2 separate regions of the Rattus norvegicus genome follow, and region 1 is linked to region 2. Evidence: chromatin contacts called from public Hi-C data. All regions are on one chromosome and are shown on one strand. Each heading gives the region's core, a stretch centred on a gene start, on an enhancer-like site or on the middle of the called end of the contact. The rest is flanking DNA. Distances are from core to core; before and after follow the strand shown. Region 1 has its middle 17 kb from the start of Cpn2. Region 2 overlaps Atp13a3 (ATPase 13A3).

Evidence for each region. Hi-C and Micro-C count contacts between places; a contact is called where the count stands out from the background.
Region 1: a Hi-C map of liver shows a contact between it and region 2, with 3 times the contacts expected there. The contact joins two enhancer-like sites. A contact is called at or near these places in 6 of 12 Hi-C or Micro-C datasets (the A7r5 cell line, the Rat2 cell line, Schwann cells and 3 more).

Annotation. Positions count from the first base shown.
Region 1 is chr11:84,006,152-84,010,707 of GRCr8, forward strand. No RefSeq gene overlaps it. Among named protein-coding and RNA genes, the nearest start is that of Cpn2, 17 kb to the left of the region's middle. Within about 2 kb of position 1,495, at least 4 of the 93 cell types and tissues checked have an H3K27ac peak or open chromatin away from gene starts, as enhancers often do. A contact at or near this core is called in liver, where this site is marked.
Region 2 is chr11:83,886,951-83,891,267 of GRCr8, forward strand. The region is part of intron 2 of Atp13a3 (ATPase 13A3); the gene reads left to right. Among named protein-coding and RNA genes, the nearest start is that of Atp13a3, 19 kb to the left of the region's middle. Within about 2 kb of position 1,816, at least 2 of the 93 cell types and tissues checked have an H3K27ac peak or open chromatin away from gene starts, as enhancers often do. A contact at or near this core is called in liver, where this site is marked.

The DNA.
Region 1 (4,556 bases), core at 245-2,744, 120 kb after region 2:
GAACAAGCAAGATAAGGTGTCTGGGCTTCATCTTCTGAGATTCTGACTAAAATTACTTTGGGAGGTGGCAAAGATGTCACCCTCTAAAATAAACAGCAAATATTCACTCTTCATGATTCTAACCCACAGCCAGGGGTGAGAACAAGGTTCGGCTTGTCTAGGCGCCACCCAGATTTGTGCCCAACAGTGCCATTTGCATCCTAAGCCAGGGCTGTGCTGTGAATGCTGGCTTCACGGGACCTACCCAGTATAACACGGTATATGGATCTTTGATCGAATCAAGCCACAAACAGCATAGAAGACCATGTCTTATATTCTTTTTTTCCCCTTGTCCTTGTGGAGCGCCCCCTGTTGGCACACAGGATTCCTTCGCAGGAGTCTTTTGACACTGCAGGTTGGTGACTTCCTGTCATCTGCTAGCAGGGGAACTCTGGGCAGCCGGCTAAGCTGTGTCTCCTTATCAACAGTTCAATATTTCACAGCACACCAAGACAGCAGAGTAAGATGGGTTTCCAAAGAGTGATTGTATTACTACTACTACTACTACTACTACTACTACTACTACTACTACTACTACTACTTACTACTATTCCCTTTAAAATGATGTTTTGGTCAGTGATGGGCGGCGTACATAGACTGCCTCATAAGATAATAACAGGCGTGAAGAATTCTTACCTTCTAGCAACATGGTAACCATTCAAACATCAGAGGACCTTACTCACCATTTTCTGGGGGATCTACTGTAAACAATGCCACTGTCATCAAAGAATAACATATGCAATTATAGACAGCATGCTCTACCTACCATGAGTGACTAATATATTCTTGTGCCTGTTTATTTACCATCATTCAGAGTGGATTTCTTCATGTCTGAGAAACATGTACAGAGATGTAGACTGCCTGTCTAGTAGGTGGAGAGACCTTGGATGGTGTCCCTGAGACCCTAAAGAAGGCAAAACAAAATGTTTACTGTTCAGCACCTTGCTTTAGGCTTTGGCATCCAAGTACATCTCATGCTGCCCACTCTCTTGATCGCATGAGACCATTTAGAGGGGCTGACCCGTACACCTGAGTTGGAGTCATTGCAACAGAAACCCTGACAGAACCTCCTCACATTATAAGAATGTGTGATACGACACGACTGTATTTCTAAGGAATTGGGTGTGAATGGAGAAAGGGTTGGACAAATGCTGGTCACCTGTTTGGCTATCGCTTTGTTTTACCTGCTCTGCTTGGCTTGTCTCCTGACAATGTGGACACTGCTGTTTCTTTTTCGTGATTGCGTACTTGGGCATAAGGGAAATGTACTTTTCTAAATCTTGCGGTGCAGATGTTGCACGGTGCGGTTACAGAGTAGAGAACCAAGCACTGTACAAATACCACTGTGAATTATTTCCCGGGTCTCAGCTAGCTTCTGAGGCACATCTGGTTGAGCCCTGCAGATGTTAGGATCCTGGTCTCGGCGCGCCCCCTTGTGGCCGATTGGTAGAACGGCTTTCTGCGGTGGCCGTGACGCCTCGTCCGGGCCGCACAGCCGCAGTGCCAGGTCCTGTCCGTGCCCACACGCCCAGGAACGGAATTGGTAATTGGGAGGTCAGCCTGATGTCAGCGAGGCCGGTCTGGCACAAAGCTGACCTGTTGCTCCCCTCCCACGATGCCCAAAGGTGCCGCTAGACACCGCTATGGTGTCAATCCAGTCAACAGTCATTACTGCCTACGTCTACTGCTGGAGTCTGAGTGCATGGATGTCTGCTTCAGAGTTCCTGGACCGCCAGAGCTTGCGGGAAGAAGCAGGTTTTGTCTCTTTAGAACTATAGTGGTTGTTCATCTTTTGTAAAATAATTTCCTCTTGGCAAAATAACAGCCTGTATTTTGGAATCTTAATTTGAATATAAACAGAGAGCCGTTTCTTTTATATCTCCCTTTACGTATTGTAAGCAGGCACACCTGTCTTCAGGCCCTTTAAGGCCCGCGTGCCAGAGCAGCGGCTCTCAACCTTCCTAATGCTTTAACACAGTCCCCTCATGTTGTGGTGACCCCCAACCATAAAATTATTTCATTGCTACTTCATAATTCTAATTTGGCTACTGTTATGAATCATAATGTAAATATCTGATTTGCAGGACGGTCCTTGGAGATCCTTGTGAAAGCATCGTTTGACTCTCTCCCCCAAAGGGGTCCCCACTGCAGGTAGAGACTTAGTCCTCAGCCCTGCAATGTCAGGAGGTGACAGAGACATTACAGGGTTAGCCTTCCTCTCAGGCACTGCCTGGGAGGGCATCCCTGGAGGGAGATGCTTCTTCACGGCTGTGAGAGAGCTGGTGCCACATCTGCTTTGGAACAAGAGCCCACTCCCCTGGAGGCCCGGGGTGCAGAGCTCTCTAGAACCTTTTCTTGACGTGGTGGCTGCTGAAGGGTTCTGACTAACTTGCTGGCCTTCGGAGTGGCAGAATGAGCCAGGGGCTCATTGTTCAATGGCTCTGTGAGTAAGAGAACTTGACTAGTACAGATGTTTCTGTCTCACCCAAGGAACCAGCGTTCTGCCTGGCATGTGCACTTGGCTGAGAGTGCTGTTTGGCTGGAAGAAGCATCTAAGTTTGATCCCATGGAAGAAGCCAGATGGTGATAAGCACTGGTCATCCCAGGACTCCTGCAGCGAAATGGGAGGCAGGGAGCTATCGAGTCAGAACGTGCACAATGACAGAAATAAGATTGAGCTGTGGTCATTGGCTCCTGAAGCTTGTCTCCTAACCACTACGCCACGCCATGGCATGTGCATATCCACACGCAAAAGAACATTTCAAATACCAGTGAAAGACAGACAGGAACGAAGGGAGGGACAGAGGGAGGGAGGGAGGGAGGGAGGGAGGGAGGAAGGAAGGAAGGAAGGAATAAAGGAAGGAAGGAAGGAAAGCCTTTCAGAGCTTTTCCTAAGTGGAAAGCACCCCCACCAGAGAGTTCAGCATGTTCCAGCTCCCTAGGATTCTAAGCAACCCCCTGTACCCTGTTGAATTGAGCATATGAGGCAACAGGACCACTGTCTGTTCCCTTCCCCACCCCTCCCCAGTGGAAGCAGTCTCCCTGGGACTGTCCATCCTATCTATGCCTTCTTTGGAACCCTCAAGCACACTGTCGAGTCGCTCCTGGGCCAGTCCAGCTGGACGCTCTCTGAGAGCAGGCATCCAGGGAGAACAGCTCTCTACCCTGCCAGATTCCCATCCACCGTGCAGCTGATCAACTCTCACAACTGGAGCTCAGCTCTGCCTTAGAGAATCTTGACCCTCAGAGGGTTTGGGATACTCCTGGATTCCCGCCTAGAGGCCAGTTAAAGCCTCTGCTTACAGGGCGGAGCCCTTCTTGCTCGCACAGAACCTAAGAATTTCCCCTGGGACTCACTAAGGGGTTAAGTGGTCTCATGGGCCTGCGACATCCATCCAGGGCTCTCGGCTCTGCTTTGTTGTCTGGGAACCTCCAAGGGCTTCTGCTTGGATGCAGACGTCAGCGTCCCACTGACATCCTCTGTGCCAGCACTCATGTGGTTTTGGCCCTAGTCTTGCTTATTATAGCTAACCTGAGCTGTCACCCTCAGGAGTACCAAAAGGGTCACTAGATGCGCCCGGCCTCCAGATCATGTTAACAACTAGCCGACCTCCAGCCTCTCTCCAGACAATAGCTCCCCACCCCCCATCACCATCTACTTAGCTTGTTGCATCCTTCCAACCACACACCAGTGACCAAGCTTTGCACGGACACCTCAGCTCTCTTATCATCTGTTGCCCAAAGACCTTGGGACCTTCCCGACCATGGCATTGGCATGGAGTCCAGAGCTATGGTGGAATGGGATACCCTGGGCTGGTCTCTCTCCAGCAGGAGCACACAGCTACCCTGTATCGTTCCACTCATGCATCAGGGAATCCCCATTCCCTTTCTGTCCTGGGGAGGTCTTTGCAGTAGCTTCTTCCTCTCTCCTGGGTAAAACTTCCCACAGTAAATCTATATGCGACTGCACAATGACCGCTTGGAAGACAGTTTGACCAGTTGGTCATTCTTCCCTCCCCCACTCCCAGGACTCTGCGACAGGTGACCATGAATCTGCCTACTGGCATCTATTCTTTTTTTTGGTTCTTTTTTTCAGAGCTGGGGACCGAACCCAGGGCCTTGCGCTTCCTAGGCAAGCGCTCTACCACTGAACTAAATCCCCAACCCCTGGCATCTATTCTTGAACCTGGAGATGGAGCACGCATCATTATCGTCACCAGGTGTGTTGCGACGGCCTGCAGGGGCCTGCTCCCTGCATGCTGAGATTCAAACGATTTCAGAGAAAGGAACCAGACCCCAGAAGAGACCCCAGCCACACGCACAGACACAAGGAACAACACACAGCTTTTTCGTTTTGGTTTAAATCTGTCCCGGACGCACCCATGTCCGGATGCTTGGTCTCTAGCTTGTGGAACTTTCTTGAACGTCGAGGAGACTTTAGGAAAAGTGGGGCTCAGCCAGGTAGGGGTGCACATCTTTAATCCCAGCACTTAGGAGGCAGAGGCAGGCAGATCTCT
Region 2 (4,317 bases), core at 566-3,065:
TGGGAATTCTAGGCAGGTTTAAAATTTTTCATTTTATTTTGCGATAGCCTCAGACTGACCTTGAACTCATTATTCTACCTCAGTCTCCTGAATGCTGAGATTACAGATGTATACACCACATTTGACTCAGATGAACTATTGCAGTATTTTGCTCATGGAAAGCAAAGATGTCTATGATGTTCTCTGCAAGTTGATGCCAGTTTGTCTTGTTTGAGAAAATAAGCTCTCATCAACTTCTAGAACAGGCTAAAGACTAATTTCAGTAGTTCTTACTATGGAATCTGCGGGAGAGTAAGCATTATATTAAAACTCAGTGACTTTTATTTCGGATAGCTTCACTTTGTCCTCCCCTGCATTTTATTCTCCTGATGAAGTAAATCCATTTCATTATAAATTCAAGGAAGGGTTTGGTTAAGGACAATAGCCTAGCCCTTTACTGTTAGATAACATCGGGATTCAGGCGTGCACTGTAGGCCGGAACCTGTGTGTGCTGGCAGGAGAGGATTTATTCAAATAGGAGTTCTGCCAGTGGCAAAGAACAGAAGGGCATATCTTCTAAAACCAATTTAAAGTTGCTGAATTAAAAAGTCCTAAATTTTAATATCATAACATCTTTAAAGCAATTTAAACAGAACCAGTATTTGGTATAAAATTCTAATGTTTGTGTGGATTTTTATGGTTTTATTTTATATGAAGAGCCAGCTTTTGAAAGCTGATGCGTCAGGATCGGAGAAGAGCAATGGTATAATGCTATTGGTAAGAAAAAATTCTTTTTCTGTGATGTAGAAATTGACTTGATTGAAGAAAAAATGCAGGCCACCTTTTCAAAGCTTGTTAATGCTTCACATGTCTTAGATGTGTGAAAAACACATTTAACATGCAACTTGGTTACATTTGTGTGTATGTATATATGTATATATGTGTATTTTTTAGTTTAAAGGAAACTTTATTGGGACCTGGTGAAGGGGGCAGACAGAGAAAGGTGACAGAGAAGGACAGAAAGAGAGGAGAAAGAGGGGAAGAGGAAGAGGACATTTGTATTTTTAAGACTTTTTTATTGTTCATTGTCTTTATGGAGTCCTTGTAATGTTAAAGGTTTATTTATATAAGCACTTACGTTTAGTTATCCGTTTACAATCTGTATGTTTTAGATGTAAGCACAAGCACAGTTGGGTTATGAGTTTTCCAAGTGTATTTGAAGGGTTTAATTCTTGGTAATTTCTTGTGAGGTGTATGATATATTTAAAGTTAATGAGATAGCTTCAGACTGTGGATTATTTTTTAGAACAATTTTATATTTAAATTAATTTTATCACTTTGCTAACTTTAGTAGAATTTGTTAAGCTGTTACTTTTGTCTTAAAGCAGTTGACTCATAGAGAAGTAATTCTGTATAAGGAGCTGCAGTATACTGTGGTCAGTGATTGCTGAGGAAGATTTAAGTATCGGTTGTCCTGCCCACTAAATCACCACATGATAACTCAAATAATTGGAGTATTCCTTGCTACGTTCTTTTAACTGTTTAAGATTTTGGGAATAAACTCAATGTTAAAATAAGGTCAACTTGTTAAGGAAATTTAGGGAAATATTTTTAAAATAGTAAACAGGCTCAATGAGAGCATTGAATTTTAATGGCAATTTCAGCTAGTCATACTGGTTCATTTCTTTATAATCCCACAAAAGAGGGAAAGGAGAGATAGGATGAAAAAGGGGGGTGAGATCAAAAACTTGGGCCATTGGTCTGCACTGTAAGCTCCAGGCCAGCCGGGGAAGAGGTTAGAACTGATCATTTAAATGTTACTGGCCATTGGAATTTGTTATGTAACTGCCAGGACTTTGCCAGGGACTAAAGTCTGAAGTGCTTAATCATTTGTATAAAGTGGTAGGCTATTTGCATTTTAACCTATGTGTATTCCTTTGCTATTCATGACAAGAAAAAAGGGTATTTGTTTAGTACTAGTGCTTTGTCTTCCCAAATATTTGTTCAACCTGGTTGGTTAAATTCTCTGGAAGTCTTCTGGGGAAACAGATGCAGTTTGGTGGGAGAACACTTAGTTATCACATACACTTCCCTAGCCAGGCCCTCCATACATTTCTCCAGCCCCTCAGAAATAATGCAAGCTGGTTCTGCAGTGGCAGTGACATGCCAGTTGTTGACCCTCTACTACTTACGATCATAAACCTCAGTATGCTTCATTAATCCATACCTCCTGCAGTTTTGATATATAATAATTTAATTTCTGAGAGAAATACTCTTTTTTTTCATCCCTTAGTGTTAGGGGAGTCTTACTCATCTACTTTGGTCTAAAAGGCTTTACAGAAGAAATAAATTCACTGTAAAGCATCAAGCAGCAGCCAGGAAACCAAGCTCACAGCATTTGGGTGTGGGTGTGGGAGTGGGTGTGGGAGTGGGAGTGGGAGTGGGTGCGGGAGTGGGAGTGGGTGCGGGAGTGGGGGGTGGCTGTGGGGGGTGGGTGTGGGGGTGTGGGGGAAAGGAAGGGTCAAGTAGCTCAGTCTGCTCATTCATGATTCCTGCCTCTGCCTCCGGGATGCTGGGGTCATAGGTGTGTACCAGCAAGTCCAGACCTTAAGAGATTGTGTACCTAAGAAATACACACACAATAGTAACTCCTAACACATTTTATTAGGATAACACTTAACCAACCCTGTATGACTCCAGGCACACTGAGCAGTCCTCTGATTGTTCCTTCCTCTATGTTCTTTCACCCTATGTCTAGGGTGAAAACTCACTGAGTTCACTGACAACTAGCCAAAGAGATTACTTAAAAGGGGAGAGGAAGAGATTACTAAAGAGATTTGTAAACTGTAAAGCACGGCCACTTTTCTTGCCAAGGTAATAGAAATTAAAGTTTCAATTTGGCCAGGTGGTGGTATAAAATCCCAGCACAGAGGCCAGCCAGGGCTACACAGAGAAACCCTGTCTCAAAAGACCAAAACCAAAGCAGACAAAAAACAACAACAACAAAAAATTAAAGTTTGTTATTGAGACAGTCTTACTATGTAACTCCAGTTGTCCCGGAGGTCACTGTGTGACATCGTGTGGCATGCTGGCCTTGGTTTTACAGATGTGCTCACACCTTCCAAGTGCTGGGCTGAGATTATAAAGTTATGAGCTATAACACCTGGTGTATACTAAAAGGTTTTGTTTTTGTTTTTAGGATAACTTATTCTTTGATAATTTCATGTCCATGTCTACTGTGTATGGATTTTAACATACCCGTCCTTTCTCTCTTCCCCATTGTCTTCTCTCCCACTTCAGAGCACGTTCTCTCAGCAAGCCTTTCTGCTTTCATGTACTTTTTCTGTTTTGCTATTATCCACTGAGTTTAATTAGGGTTGATCAGGTAACTTAGTAATGGCCATTCAACTGAAGAAATGGACTCTCTTCACCTAACAGCCATTAGCTGCCAATAGATCCTCAGGGATGGATGGGGGTCTCATGACTCTCTGTCCATGAGGAAATATCGATGGGATTTGCTACTGGGAGTTAGTTAGTGAGTACAGCTGTCATGTCATGTGTTGTGGACAGTATTTCATACTTTTGTTTGTTTCTCTTTTTTTTTCCAGCCCCCTATAATTTCGTGGTGTTCTTTCAGCCTTGGAGTGGGTGAAATAGTTGTCCTAAGTGTTTAGGGCTGGAGCTCTCAACATTTATTCTACCAGTTATGTATTGCTTTGCTAACTGCAGATGTTTCTCTGTCCAAGAAAACAATTGGAGGTAGTTTGAACAAAACAAGAATAATAGGTTCATTACTAAAGGGTCTGAAACTTCCCCAGACATGGGCTTTAGACAGATTTACAGGTCAAAGCATGCTTTCCATCCTGTGTGTGGAACGAGTCCCAAATCCAATCAGTGGTTGGTTATGTACGTAACAGTCATGACCCTATTAGATTTTGTGAGGATGTTTTACGTGACAGGTTGGTATTGTAGTGCAGAGTGTATATCTGGGTTTTGACCGTTGATGGTTTTCTCCAGTAGCAGTTTGCACAGCACCTTTTGGTAGTAGGAAAGCTACTCACCGGGGACTGTTTCTAACTCAGTTCCAACTTGATTTCTCCATGAGTGGTGCCATCAGCAGTGGGGTTTTAGCATCTAGTTCTGTTGGTGTCCAAGATCTGTTTTTAAAGAAAGCCAACATTTGTTTCTTTTTTTTTTTAAATTAAAGATATATTATGTGAGTACACTGTCACTGTCTTCAGACACCAGTAGAGGGCATCAGCTCTTGTTACAGATGGTTGTGAGCCACCATGTGGTTGCTGGGAATTGAACTCAGGACCTGTGGAGGAGCAGTCGGTG